Linked DNA regions of Rattus norvegicus: region 2 is linked to region 1. A link is a contact called in public Hi-C data. All regions are on one chromosome and are shown on one strand. Each heading gives the region's core, a stretch centred on a gene start, on an enhancer-like site or on the middle of the called end of the contact. The rest is flanking DNA. Distances are from core to core; before and after follow the strand shown.

Region 1 (6,901 bases), core at 2,105-4,604:
TGGAGGGTGTTAGATGCACACACGTGAGCCCATGCCTTAGACTTACTGAGGGCAACACTCAGGATGAGCCCAGTGTTTGTGTTTCAGTCAGCCTTTTGGGAAACGCTGGCTTGTCTGGCGCTCCAGGATTCCCTATGGTGGCCTTGGTGAGTGGGAGTGTTCAGGGGAAGTCTGAAGCCAAGAACAAGACATAAGAGCAAGACCTTTGCTTATCCACTGTGATTCCTCAGACTCATCCAGTGGAATCATGGCAGGGTCTCTGTGCTTCCCAAACCATCATTTTCTACCCTCTTCCTCCAGGGAAGAGCAGACCTTTTGCTGAGATTACATCACTGTTTCAGTCTGCTCATAATGCTGAAACAGACTCCTACTAGCTTCGTAATTAATAAAGGAAAACAATTACTTCTCATAGTTCAGGAAGTGGGAAGTGTGGTATGGGGTGGGGGTGGGGCTGTATCCAGAGATGGTCTCTGTGCTTGGTTATCCCATGATGTAATATAATAATAACAAAGGGAGGTGAGGTGGGAGGCAGAGAGAGAAGTGAAGCAGCCAAACTCGCACTTTCACTTTTCATTAATTGATAATCTCCTTACCCCTACCCTGAGATACTGGCGTGTCCTATTCAGGAGAACAGATTTCTCCCAACTCCATTCCCTCTCAGAGGCACCACCTCCTTGGTGGACACAATTGAGCTGCAGCAATCAGCTTTGGCATGTTCGTCCTTTTGATGCTCCAATCACAAGGAGTCAGGCTTGGGCTTCCAGGCTCCACAACACCCTAAGAAAGAAAGAGGTGGAAAAGAGAGAGAGGAAGATTTCTGGGGCTGGAGCCTGACTTTGCTCCTAAATAAATGAGCTGGGAAATCTGCAGGCAGGCTTAACCCTGGAGGGGGCCTGCTGCTTGGCTGAGGGGAAGTCTGCAGCTCTTTCTCAGGGGATCGAGGCATGCATGGACATGTGCGTGCGTGCGTGCGTGCGTGCGTGCGTGCGTGCGTGCGTGCGTGCGTGTGTGCGTGTGTGTGTGTGTGTGTGTGTGTGTGTGTAAAAGGAATGAATATTCCTGATGGAACAGTGCAATGTTCCATGCATGTGGATAAAGTTACCACACATAGGAAGTAAAAACGAAGTCTTCAAGAATCACCGAAAGGCTGAGGGCCAACCAAAGGAAGCTGAACAGATTCAGCAATGCATGGGAAATGAGTCCCAAGTGGCTCAGAAAGGTTTTTTATTTTTCCCCTTCACCTTGCTAAGGTAGATATTACATTGAAAATTCTCTTCCGTTCTCTGGGATAAACTGAAGGATGGACAATTTTGCTACTGAGAAACGAAGACTACAGGATAGAAGGGGGAAAAGCAGATCCTGACAGAGGTCCCATGAGACTTCTTCTCTACCAGGCTTTTTCTGTTTCCATTTCCAGGCAAAACACAGCATTTGAAAATACTCTAGTCACCACATAGAGAGCTTTCAAATGTATAGTTAACAGGATGCAGACTGCAGTAACAGAAGGGAAAACTTGGGTAACAAGAAAGAACATCCATTTTCTTTTGTTCAGTTATAATGAGGGATTTGCTGGTATCAGATCCTGCCTGGTACGGGCCTGACATCCTTAAGAGATGAGCACCATTTCGGTTCCCAGCTTTGCTCCAGCTCCAAGCTCATCCCTATCCTGGGAATAAAATTTGGGTTTTCTGGAGATGTGCATTAACCTTGCTCGCCTCTGAGCTTCCCAGGAGTTGCCATGGGCCTGTGTGGAGTATTTACGCACACTTTAGTATCTTATCACCAATGGACCAAACAGCACTCCCCAAAGTTGAGCAGGCTTTTTCAAAGCTTAATCCCCTTGACTGGATTTTAGGTATCCCCCACTAACAGGTAAATCTCTAAGTTTTTTTTTTCTTTTCTTTTTTTCGGAGCTGGGGACTGAACCCAGGGCCTTGCGCTTGCTAGGCAAGCGCTCTACCACTGAGCTAAATCCCCAACCAACAGGTAAATCTTAAAATCTGCTGAAGGAATTCCCTGTACATTATCAAGTGATTATATTTAAATCTCACCTCATGAGAACTTGTATCTTTGGCCTCCGATGCAGCTGTCATAGGGTACCATATGGATATGAGGGTGGGCTCAGGCACAGCAAACATGTCCCCTGAACTGCCCATATCTGAGCAGAGAGAGGGATGGCCCATAGATAGTGTCACACAAGTGGGGTTCCAGAAGCAAGATCCTTGAAGGAGTTCAGTTCCTCCCCCACAGGAAGTGGCAGGCAGTTGTGGGTCTCTGAGGGAAGAAGGCCACCTGCCCTTATCTGTGTTTGCACTAGGGTACTGCTTAGTGTTAAACCTGGCTTCAAGTGTCATAAAAAAAAGTAGGCCAAGGCCAGGAAGAGGAGGTGTCAGTTGTGATCTGTTGAGAGGAAAAGAAAGGCTTAGTCAAGGCAAAAGGAGACTTGAGCACCCAGAAGGGTTTGAGGTCCGTTGGAAAGTAACCATTAGACTCGGGCTTGTCCTTATAGCTCACCACGGTTACAACATCCTCATCTCTGATTCCAATAATTCACCATGCTTTCAGCATCCTCACTCCTGATTTTGACGGGGATCAGACTCTGGATCTTACACCAGGAAATCACTCTCATCCTAGTCCATCCTCTGAATACCCTGTGACTTCTAGGAGGCCTCAGCTTCCTTTCCTGAAAGAGTTTTACTGTGGGCTGCCCTCAGGCCTTTCTATTCTATTCTAGGTCCCTTTCTATTGAAACAGTCTCTTCTTAGTAGTGGTCTCTCGTCCTTGTCCCCAAGCTAGAGACCTTAGTCATTAGAACACCAACATCTCTACCAAAGAAACATTGTCCAGCAGACTAAATGCTCATAACCTTGCCCCTCACCTTCACTTGAGTGATTTCTCTCACCCCGCCCAAGCCCCATCCTCTGCTCCTTACATAGTCTTGACCCTAGTAGACCTTGAGCCCAGAAGCTTTCCACCCATGAATTGGTCATGGAAGTCAGGGTGTGGCTAACTGATACTTTGCCATATCTTGTCCATCTAGAATCATCCACCATACGGCTCATCTCCTTGTCACCTTCTTACTTCAATAGTTCACGACATATGCCTGCAGGGAAGCAGAGGGGCTTTTACACCCAGCAAAGAGTGTTTGGAGTCAGGTCCGCTCGAGCACAGAGATGTCAAAGCTGCTCAAAATGAGAATGGAACTTGAACTCTTTGGATGGCATAACTATGACATCATCAGCGGACTTGAGAAGCTGACTAACTTGTTAATCTGTGTCTGCAATTTATCAACACAGACACAGCCTTTGTTCCACAGAACCCCCTGTCAGTGGAGGAGTCGGATTCCTAGTCTTACTGCTCTCTGACCTCTAGTGGCAGAAAGTGGCTCTGCTACCTTCTTGTGGTGTCCCTGAATCTCTCAACCAGCTCTCCACTTCCATTTCCATTGAACAGCTTGACCCCAACCTCTGAAACTGCCTCTTTGTCAAAACCCCTGTACTGGCTGACTTTGTGTGTCAACCTGTCACAATCTGGTGTTATCACAGACAAAAGAGCCTCTATTGAAGAAATGCCTCCATGAGATCCTGCTGTAAGGCATTTTCTCAATTAGTGATCAAGCAGGGAGGACCCATTGTGGGTAGTGCCATCCCTGGGCTGGTAGTCCTGGGTTCTATAAGAAAGCAAGGTGAGCAAGCCAATAGGCAGCACCCCTCCATGGCCTCTGCATCAGCTCCTGCTTCCTGACCTGCTCGTGTTCCAGTCCTGACTTCCTTTGGTGATAAACAGCAATGTGGATGTGTAAGCTGAGTAAACCCTTTCCTCTCCAACTTGCTTCTTTGTCATGATGTTTTGTACAGGAATAGAAACCCTGACTAAGACAACCCCCTTCACAGTTACAAGTCCCAGAAATAGATCCACAATGCACCTGGGACCCAGCTGGCTGCAAACTCACCCTGACCTATGGGACTATCTTAGCTCTTAGTTTTAGGGACCTCTACCTCTACCACTGAGGCTATCTTTGAACTGTGGTCTTGCTAAGCTTTCTCTGAGCTGGCACATAGGTGATATAGCACATGTCCTTACTACTTAGGCCAATTTGTGTATTTCCCACTTGAGTTGTTGTTGTTCTTAGCATAAGTCTCATATGTCCTAAGCTGGCCTCAAACTCAATATGTAGTTGAGGATGACCTTGAGCTTTTGATTCTCTGGCTTTCACTGTCAAGTGGTAGGATGAGTCCTGGTATTATAGACGTGCATCACCACCTTGTTTCATGCAATTCTTGAACCCAGAGTTTTATGCATGTTAGGCAAGCACTCTACAAATTGAGTTACATTCCCACCCCTTACCATTTGCATTCTTAAGTATAGGTGTACTTAGAGTTCCATGCTGAGTCCGGAACCTAAGGTAGCTCCAAGGCATATTCGGCAGAGCTGCTCTCCCTCCTTCATGGAACGGTGGATGGAGATGGTTCTGTGACAGTCTAAGCCACAGGGCTCCCTGTAGACAGCTCTGATGAACCATGTCTCCAGACATGTAACCAAAGGAACTACAACCTCTGGATATCACAGTAACAGTTCAAAGCCAGGCAGGCCCACAGACCTAGCTTTGAGAAGCATGGTCTGGGTGAGACGTTAGAAGGGAACTAACCAGTCTGGTCACAAAGTTCGCCTACATAATTTCCAGCTGCTGCTCTAAATCAATCTCCTGTCTAGAAAACCCACTCTGCCTACACTGTTTCTCCAGCACTGTCATCTGCTCCCTCCTCCTTTCACCAAATCCCTGGTGTAGTTCCCTATCTCCATCGGTGAACCTTCGTGAAGCATCTTCTGGTCACACCTGCGAGTGCCACCTTGCCTGTTGCCACCAGGAAATACCAGCCCTTGCTTTGCTTCCTGGGGTCTCAATTTTACAAGAAGAAAATAGACACTAAACTTGTCTGTTCTTTCAAGTGTAGGTTTGGTGGGACATTTAGCTTTGGAGAGAAGTGGAGAGGAGAGGAGAGAGAGCCCTTGCTCGGGAGGGAGAAGAGAAGAAAGACCATTCAGGATAGTTTTTCAGTGCCACTAAAGATGCTCAGCCCCAAACCAAACAAAGCACAGGGCAAGTGTTTCCCTTCCTTTTCAGACAACCCCTTCCGGCAGTAGCTAGGAGAGCTAACACTGTTCGTACAAAGCCACCCCCAGGCTCTCCAATTCTGCTTTAAGGCACTGCTCAGGACTTCTGGGGGTAGCCTGCTGTGCTGGCCACTTAGATAACTGGAGCTATCAACAACACTGGATCCAACAGCATACGTTCATTCTCCTTATCTCACATTTTTGCAAGCTTTCTTGATACAAAATTCTCTTACAAAGCTGGATGAACACGATCCCAGATGAATGAATAAGAGAAAGAAGTAAATGTGACATGGACTGACATTCGGCCTTTAAGAGGAGGAAGGCGGTATCTGTTACGCAGATGAACCTGGAAAGTGATATGTTAAGTGGAATAAACCAGATGTTCAAAGAGAAATACTGTAGTTCTAGTTAGAGGGGCTTGATGGAGATCTATTCACAGAGGCAGAAATGAGAATCATGGTTAACAGGGGCCAGGAGAGGTGGGGAGAGGATGAATGGGGAGCTGGTGTTTAATAGGACAGAGTGAGGGTTCCCGATAATTTAAAGTTCCTGGGGCAAAATGGTGTGAGTGCACTTGACATCAATGAACTGTATGCCTGGGAAGGGATGAAGTTGTAAACTAAGTGTCCTGTGTAATTCACCATGGTGGAAATGGGTTTTGAATCAGCAGACACACAGTTGTGTTAAAGCAGCTGCTGATAACAGAGACTCGCCCATCCAAGAAATACCCAGAATGCCTAGGGTGCTGTGGAGCAGGCCAGTCCTACTACATCCACTTGTAGTCCACATATACACCTTTATTCTAGTGGAGAGCATAGAAAGAGGTAAACAGAAAGAATCAATAGTTTGGGATATCGTCGTGCCATATAGAGACTAAGGTAGGTAGGACAGAGCAGAAGGATGCTGGTAGGATCCAGCTTTCAGGAAACAGGGTTTGAAGAGACCAGGGTGAGTTCCATGATGGAAGGAAGTGAGATCTGGAACTAAGACTGTGGGGGAAATCAGGGAATACTTAAGCCTGTTTAGATCCTGATGAGCAGGGTGAATGGAGAAGGGAGTCTGGAGGAGGGCCTTGGTGTGTGATTAGGTGTTCTTCTGTGGTTACAAGAATCTTGAGAAAGATTCAGGCATAAAGCCACTGGATCAGAGCTTGGAAATAGCTAATTTCTTTCTGGTGTTTCTTGAAGCCTCCATCGGAAGGAAGGAAAAAGAGAGCTGGAGGGCCATCCAGTGTGGTGTTCAGAAAGAACACAGGCCAACATGGAACAATGAGGTAGGGAAGGAGTAGTTAGACCACCAGGGTGTATTTTATAAATGTAAAGACAGCAGGACCCAAGGGCGAAAGAGATACTTGGTGTAGGAGAACTGAACAGCATAAAGTCCAGGGTGTGTTTAGACAACATGGAACTGGTATGGATGTCTGGTCTGCATCAGCTAAAACATGGCTGACGCTGAACGCCCAAGGGTCTAGGATTCAGCACCAAATGGCCCAAGCTGGAGGCCCCAAGACCCCAAAATAAATGACTTTGTAATCTGCTCTGTAACTGTTTCTGGCAGAAAGCCACTTTTTTGTGACTGTCTAAATATGGCCTTGAGGTGAGAGGCCTGGGCCTTTTCCTTTGCCAGTTCTGCATGTCTGTATGTATTTGTGGCAACCTACAGATTCTGTGCTGGTATTCATGTGTATCTATGCCTTCGTGTGCTAGCATATGTCTGCTGGCATCTGACTGCCTAGTAGCCTGTGTGCTGATGAATAAAGTATCCCTCATCACCCTACAGCTCCTCA
Region 2 (7,211 bases), core at 3,495-5,994, 63 kb before region 1:
CTGATTACAAACTCTATTGCTAGGATGGTGAATGCTATGTTTCTGCTGGCTTGGCATAAAGTACAGGCAGAAGGGGTCTGGGTTCAGCACACACCACTTAACTTCTTGTCACTTTCTTTCCTCGTGTGTTCTTCCCCTTCCCCATCCCTAGTGAATCAGCCAGCTCAGTGGAAGCAGCTGAGTCCTCTTCCCTGGTACTCATCAGGAGAACGTCTCTCTGCTTAGTTTGCTTGGTGATACATCCAGTTGTGGTCCATACTTCCCTGGGGGATATGAACCCATTTTGCCTCTGCCAAACCTTTCTCCACACCCTAATCCAGATCTCGCAGGAAGGTTTCAGTCACAGTGCACTTTCCTGTCTGGACACCCTTTTCTGTGCACTCAATTAGACTGTAAAGAAATGAACTTGTAGTCAAAGTTACTGATGGAGTGATTGACCTATACCAGATGTCTGTCTCATTTCTTTCAGGGGGTTCATCTCCTTTAAAGGCGAAGAGGGAGATAGACAGAGGTCCAGAGCTGGAAGCATCTCTTCTCTTTTGTGGCAACTGTCAATTCTACACAGTGATGTGATCATGATGTTCTACTTAAGGAGAAATGAGTTGAACTTGTTGATTTAAGGCAGAGCTCCTGTGGCATTCAACCAGTGCCCAAGCTGCACTACGTCCTCCTTGTCCAGAAAGATGAGATGAAAGCCATCCTAAGGATCTAACAAGCTGAAAATACATAGGCAATACCATATAAAAGATAAGCAGTTGTTCTCTGAGTAGAGTCAGTCAGTCTACAGTGAGCTGTGGGAGCAAAGGGTCAGGAAAGTCAAGCTTTCTGGTGCTCACCCCATATGGCCGTTTACCTAAAGCTCTGACCTCTTCTCCTCACGATTATCCTGTCAGTGGCCTTGTTGACAGCAACACCAACTGCCTCCCTCAGTGCCACTGCCTTCCCTCTCTGTGGTGATTTGAATGAAAAAAAAAATCCCCCACAGGCCCACACATTTGAACACTTGGTCCCTGAGCGTGGTGCTTCTCAGAAAGGTTATGGAACATTTAGGAGGTTCAGGCCACCGTGGACAGGCTTTGACATTTTATAGTCTGGTTCTACTTCTTGCTTTCTTTCTTTGCTCCCTCCTGACTGCCTGGCTGGCTGGCTCATAATTTAACCCTCGATGGACTCTATCACCCTGGAACTGTAGGCAAAACCAAACTCTTCTTTGCTCTGTAATTTTTGTCAGGAAATTTTATTACAGCAAGGCAAAAGATATTCTTAAAGATATTCTTTTACTCATCATCTGGGTGGCAGTGTGCACTGGTCAGCCCTGCACCCTCAGTCTGGACTAAAACTGGTTTCCACTGAAACAGAAGGAAGCCTTTCTTTGTCCCTTTCCACTGCAAAGATCTTTTATTATTACATACCCACCCGCAGGGTAAGGAGTTGATAATAGCAAAATTATCGAGTACTCAGTCCACTGGAAGCAGGGGCTGGGCATACATTAGTACTTCTCTCTGTCTGCTCTTTTCTGTGGGAGTGAAATGCCTGGGGCAAATCCATACTCAGAACATTTTTCAACCCCAACATTTCCCTGAGGGTTGATTATATCTGAACTGTTAATAGTCTTAAATTATGCCATTAACCGAGTTCTCAGGACCTGTTGAATTGGAGCAGGAACCAAGCCAGACTCTGATGACTAGCGGGGCCTCGATTCTTTTCCTCAATCCCTTTGGCATAAAAATGCCCTATCCATGAAATTGGCCTTGATGTGTGGTTCTATTGTCCCTCTCGTTTTTCCAATAACCTGGAACCTTTAGCTTTTTCTGGGTGAACCACAATAGGTCTATATAGCTACTCACTATACTCGGGAGCCATTTGCTGAATTCAATCCAATTTAGATTTGGGACAAGACAGTGTGCTCTTCTTCCCTGGAATTTGCCCTCAAGGGAGACTGGGCAAATTGTCAAGGACGGATGTCTCCCTTCCTGTGTTTCTGTCACTCCCCCATCCCGAGAACATCCTCTCTCCTCCCCTGTTGCTTGGCATCTCCCTCTACCTCTCAGTAACTGGTCACCTCCTACCTGCTCTTGGCACCCTAGCCTGAGACTCTCCATTTGCTTCTTCAAACGCCACAGGCTCAGAGCTCACCCCTATGTGGTCCTGCAGACATTAAGGGAAGCTGAGGTCAGAAAGCTGAGGCCAGAGCCCAGCCTCCAAACTTTGGCTCCATGGTCCCCTGCTAACTGGTAGTTCACTCCCAGGATCTCAGGGAATTCCATTGTCTGTGTTGCCCATCCTGGATCTGTTCTTCCGCTAACCTAAACTGAGCCAGACATGGGGGTCCTGACTTTGAGTCCCTCCTCATTCATAAACACATGCTTGGACCTCACTGGGGACATTGAAGTAAAGTCCTTGACCTCCTAGCCATTCATCTGAAATGATGAACAGAAACTGAAAACGATCTTGCAGGGATCCTTGATGCTACCAGGACCACTGCTCTATTGGTTGAACAAATCCATGTAGTATGCAAAGTACTTTGTCCTTCCTGTTTCATAATTCCAAATCCCCAGAGACTTGTTTTTTGTTAGTTAGGAGTTCAGCTTGCTGGCCATTAGGCTTCTCTAATAGCATCTATCCCTTGCTCATCCGTCCATCCATCCATCCATCCATCCATCCATCCATCCATCCATCCATCCTTTATCCCTTGGAAGCAGGCATGTGCTAGAGAATGGAAAACAAATGATGCAGAAGCATCTTCCAGGCTCCCCTTGCCTTCCAGGAATTGATCATCCACAGAGGGAGACCGGGTGGGAAGCCTGGCACCTGTCACGGAGAGCAATGGGTCAACTTCTCAGAGCCTTGCAGTCTCCAGGCACATTCACGCCTCCCACTTACTACCTGTGACATCCTGTGGATGAGAAGTTCAAGACTTTGATGTGGATTTAAAATAAGAGAAACAGAAAGCTCTTGACGAAAAAGAAGCCTCTCCTGTATCTCTTAGAAACTGCTAGAGTTTTGCTTTCTGAATAGTTTCTCCCTCTGCCCCCACAAGTACCCGCTAAAGTACAGTTTCACAGCGATGCTGTGTAGTGTCAGGTATGTTTGCTGACGTGGGCCTAATGGGCTTATAGCTTTCAAGTTAGACCAGGACTTTGTTATGATACCAGGGCAGAAGAGGAAAGGTGGAAGGAACTGAGTGGGCTGGGAAGAGAGAGGAGGAAGCTAGGGGTTCTTTGCTCGGATGCTCTGGGGCTATGGGAGGATCTGGAATGGGAGGCCTTGAAAACACTGTAGTGTGGTGTTTGCGCTGTGGCCTCATGGGGCAGTACAGCCTGCATCTGCAAGCATTGTAGGTTGAGTGATGAGCTCTTGCAAGTGAAAGCTGTCAGAATAAAGGCTTAGGCAGGGCAGGGCAGGGCAGGGCAGGGGTTGGTCCTCTTGCTCCTCTAACATAAATGAGACGTTGATTTTCTTTTCTGCCCATTGACCTGGGGAGTTCTTTCCATTTGGCACTGAGAAGTGAGCATTCCCTGGTTACTGCTGGAAGATGGCAGAGAGCCAGTTTGAATGGGGGTCATTCCTAATGAATCCAGACTGAAACCAAGCAGTGACTCGAGAAGCCCTCACCACAAGCCAGAAAAGAGAAGGGGAGGGCTCAAGGATCCGTGCTGTGTGTTCAAAGTTGGAAGCGCTGAATCAGAAGGAAGCTGAGTCAATACTGTTTGGTATTTTATTTGTTTTTCTGTAAAAATGTGTTGTTCTATGCCTTGTTGGTGACATTATTTGTTTGAGTTAAACATCTGCTGTGTGCTAGTCTCTGTTTCCCACTCAGGTTTTCTTAGACTAAGTCTTTTGCCTTTGGGCACAGCTGTCTTAAATGGTTGCCTGCCTCTTACCCCCTCCATCCCCTCTTGCTTTAACTCAGTCCAGAAAGTAAAGGACATGGAGTTCACCTCCAATGTAAAGCTTGCTCCAGGTCCTTATGTATGAGCAGACAGGACTTGTCTTTTGATACCTGAGGAACCATAATTGGGGCATCTTGTCCCTAAATTCAAGTTAAAGTGCTACCTAGCAAGTGTTAGTCTTCTGCTTCTTGGCTTATCGAAGAGGTAGAAGAGAGGCAGCCCCTGAGGCAGAACCACTTTATTTGCAACACAGAAGTCTTAGAGCGGAGTTTTCTGACTAGTAGATAACCAGGAAACCCGCCTCTGCTCTCTGGGGTCACAGAAATGTCAGTCTCCAAAGTCATTAATCCTATGCGAGCAGCAGCCATGTGGACAGGGACTACAATAGAGCTCTCTTTCCCTGGAGTCAGGATGTTTGGAAACTGCAATTTGATTGTCACTGGATAAATCACCACTGTACTGTGTGGGGATAAATAGAGACCAGAAGGAAAGTGTTGTGTCCAGGGTGCCTAACGGTGCCGCTGCCAACATTTCCCTCACAGCAGCCGGCCCACAGCTATGTAGGGAAAAAAGAGGACTTTCTTTTTTAAAAAAGAAAAAAAATAATATTCTCAGAACTAAAACCACTACCTTCGTCTGGAAAAGTACCTGAGCCTGATCTGAAGGAAAGTCCCCCTTGAACACTCAGAGTTGTTAATTCACTCGTAAGAATTTCCTCCTGGTTCAAAACTACCACAGAGACGGATCAGAGGGTTCTGCTTGGAAATGGCGCTGGATGTTTACACGGGGCCATCCTTTTTCAGCTGCTTCGTGATGGAGGGTTGTGGACGGCCATTGTTTCCTTTGTTCCCTCAGCTTGGAAAACAGAAAACATAACGTCCAAGAGACACAGCTTGTACTGAACTTACACACAGTCCGGGAGCCAGGGGTTGGGGTGGGAGGCGGTTGGGGAGATGGGGCGCAGAGAGGATCTGCTATTGGTTGTTTGATGGGCCATGACCTTCAGACTATATCCTTTCTTTTTCAGTTCTGCTTGGAGGGAAAAAAACGTCCTCCTGGCTCTATGAAGCACGTGGGGTAACTGAACACCATGCTCTCACAGGGTCTGCATTTTTGTAAAAATTGGTTGTAAATTCCAGTTTCTGAAGGTTGATTAAAAAGTCCTTCAGAGATTCTGTGTCAGATAGCTAAAGCCTTTCTCAGATGATTGAACTCAGGTGGAGGGAATACAACGTTGCACCGTCTGTATGCCAGCAAACATCAGCCCACAGGTATGACAAGAAGCTCACACTATAACAAAGGATCTGGACTTCCTAGTGCCTAGGACTTCCTGTGGTCCCTTATGTGATCAGCCACGTAGTTCAGTCTTGTGTTTGCTAAATTTTTGCTTTTTACACCTTGTTTATTTGTTTTGTGCCTCCTGCATTCTTCAGGTTTTCAGTGTGACCTATCACTCCAGCCAGTCTCCCCACCTTAAAATTCCACCTAAAATAATCTTCTAAATTACCTTACATTGGGATTATGTTCGTCCATTCAGCAGTCTCTCTACCCATGAGGAACACATTCGAAGACGCTGCACTCCAGTGCATTCTGAGACCACACACAGGACTGAACCCAATATATTTCATTTGCCTTTCCATGCATGTATACCTGTGATAAAACTTACTTGATAAATTAAGGGCAATAAGATATTAACATCAATGCTAATAAATTATAATAGTATAATAAAAACAACACAAATGGGGTCTTTCTCTCATATTTTATTATATACTATACATTTCATCTATGACTGACCACACGGGAACTGAAACCACAAGAATTTGAACAACAAAGAGAAACTTGTATATAGCCTCTTTTCTTCCAAACCACACAGTAAACTCTGTAGAATCAGGACTGATATAATTTAATCTTTTGATCATAGTTATGGCCCAATATTGTTCTTTAGAAATATTGGGGACTTAAGAGAACTTTATTCCTCAAGTCCACCCACATTAACACCCAGGTGCAGGTGATGATGCCTATTTTCAATGAGAATGGAGTCATGGAGCTGTGTGCTCTTGTTAGATTGCACTAGCAAACAGGACAGGAGGGCCTTGGCTCTCTTTCTACCCCTAAGGGCTTACTCTGGGCTAAGAGAATCATTGGTAAGCTTAGGGGGTTTTCTAAGAAGGTTTGGAACCCGCCACCCGCACTAACACTAACATCCTGCTAACATCATACAGTTAGCTATCCTTATCCACAGGTTTGAATCTATAGGTTAAACCAAGTCCAGAATGAGAACAATCGAAAGAAAACCACATCTTTACCAGACAGTTTGATTTTCCTGTCTCCCCACGTCAAACAGCAGCATGCCTACTACTTACACAGAATTCTCATGAGATTACACGTCACAGTGCTCTGTAGACAGCTTACAAGAGGATGAGAACAGGTCATGTATAAACACCATTTTATACAGGGGACTTGCACACCCATGAACTGAGTGACTGAGGAGGATTCGAGAGTAAACCATAGACATCTGCTCCCTGCTTGACATGCTCTAGTGGGTCCTGTGCCTGGCAGGCCTTGTGTGTCAGCTGGCTACAGATGGGCTGTGTGCCAACAAGGAAAGGAACAATGAGCCTATTGTTGCCAGTCTCCTGAACGCTATACTCTTATTTGATACAGCCTAATAGCTCCCTGGTTTTCTTTGGCATCTATGACCCATTTTTTTAAAAAATCAAGATAAACATATGGTTTATTTCTAATGTTCTTCTCAGAAAAAAAGCAATGTCCTTTCCCCAGTTCCATTAACATACGTTGTTCTTTAAATTTAATAATTTTGGGGTTGGGGATTTAGCTCAGTGGTAGAGCGCTTGCCTAGGAAGCGCAAGGCCCTGGGTTCGGTCCCCAGCTCTGAAAAAAAGAACCAAAAAAAAAATTTAATAATTTTATTAGATAACTTTTACAGGCTCTTACTGGTGTTTTAATTAAAAGGAGAGTTATTTTTTTATGTGAAACCTTAAATTTTTAAATATTTTTCAATATTCTATTCCTCACATATTTTAGCTTCTCAATAGGGACATTTTAAAAAGGTTTTTGTTTATAAGAACAATGTAATTTTCTCATAGGTCCCAGTGTGAGTTTTGAGCTACACAAGTAGCCATGTTCTATTCATCCTGTTCCCACTCTCTCCTCTGTGGAATATTCCAACTACATCCACACACTTGTATTTTAGAAAGACCAGGAGAGTTGAACACAGGAACTCCCAGTGCCTAAGTGGTGTTGGCGAGGACAACAGTCACCTGTTGTTGGCACATTGTTTAACTGCGAACAAAACTT

Evidence for each region. A called contact is a pair of places that touch in the nucleus more often than the background predicts.
Region 2: a Hi-C map of Schwann cells shows a contact between it and region 1, with 5 times the contacts expected there. The contact joins two enhancer-like sites. A contact is called at or near these places in 5 of 12 Hi-C or Micro-C datasets (the A7r5 cell line, Schwann cells, frontal cortex and 2 more).

The regions. Positions count from the first base shown.
Region 1 is chr9:53,056,689-53,063,589 of GRCr8, reverse strand. No RefSeq gene overlaps it. Among named protein-coding and RNA genes, the nearest start is that of Fhl2, 140 kb to the right of the region's middle. Within about 2 kb of position 3,354, at least 3 of the 93 cell types and tissues checked have an H3K27ac peak or open chromatin away from gene starts, as enhancers often do. A contact at or near this core is called in Schwann cells, where this site is marked.
Region 2 is chr9:53,121,089-53,128,299 of GRCr8, reverse strand. No RefSeq gene overlaps it. Among named protein-coding and RNA genes, the nearest start is that of Nck2, 82 kb to the left of the region's middle. Within about 2 kb of position 4,744, at least 23 of the 93 cell types and tissues checked have an H3K27ac peak or open chromatin away from gene starts, as enhancers often do. A contact at or near this core is called in Schwann cells, where this site is marked.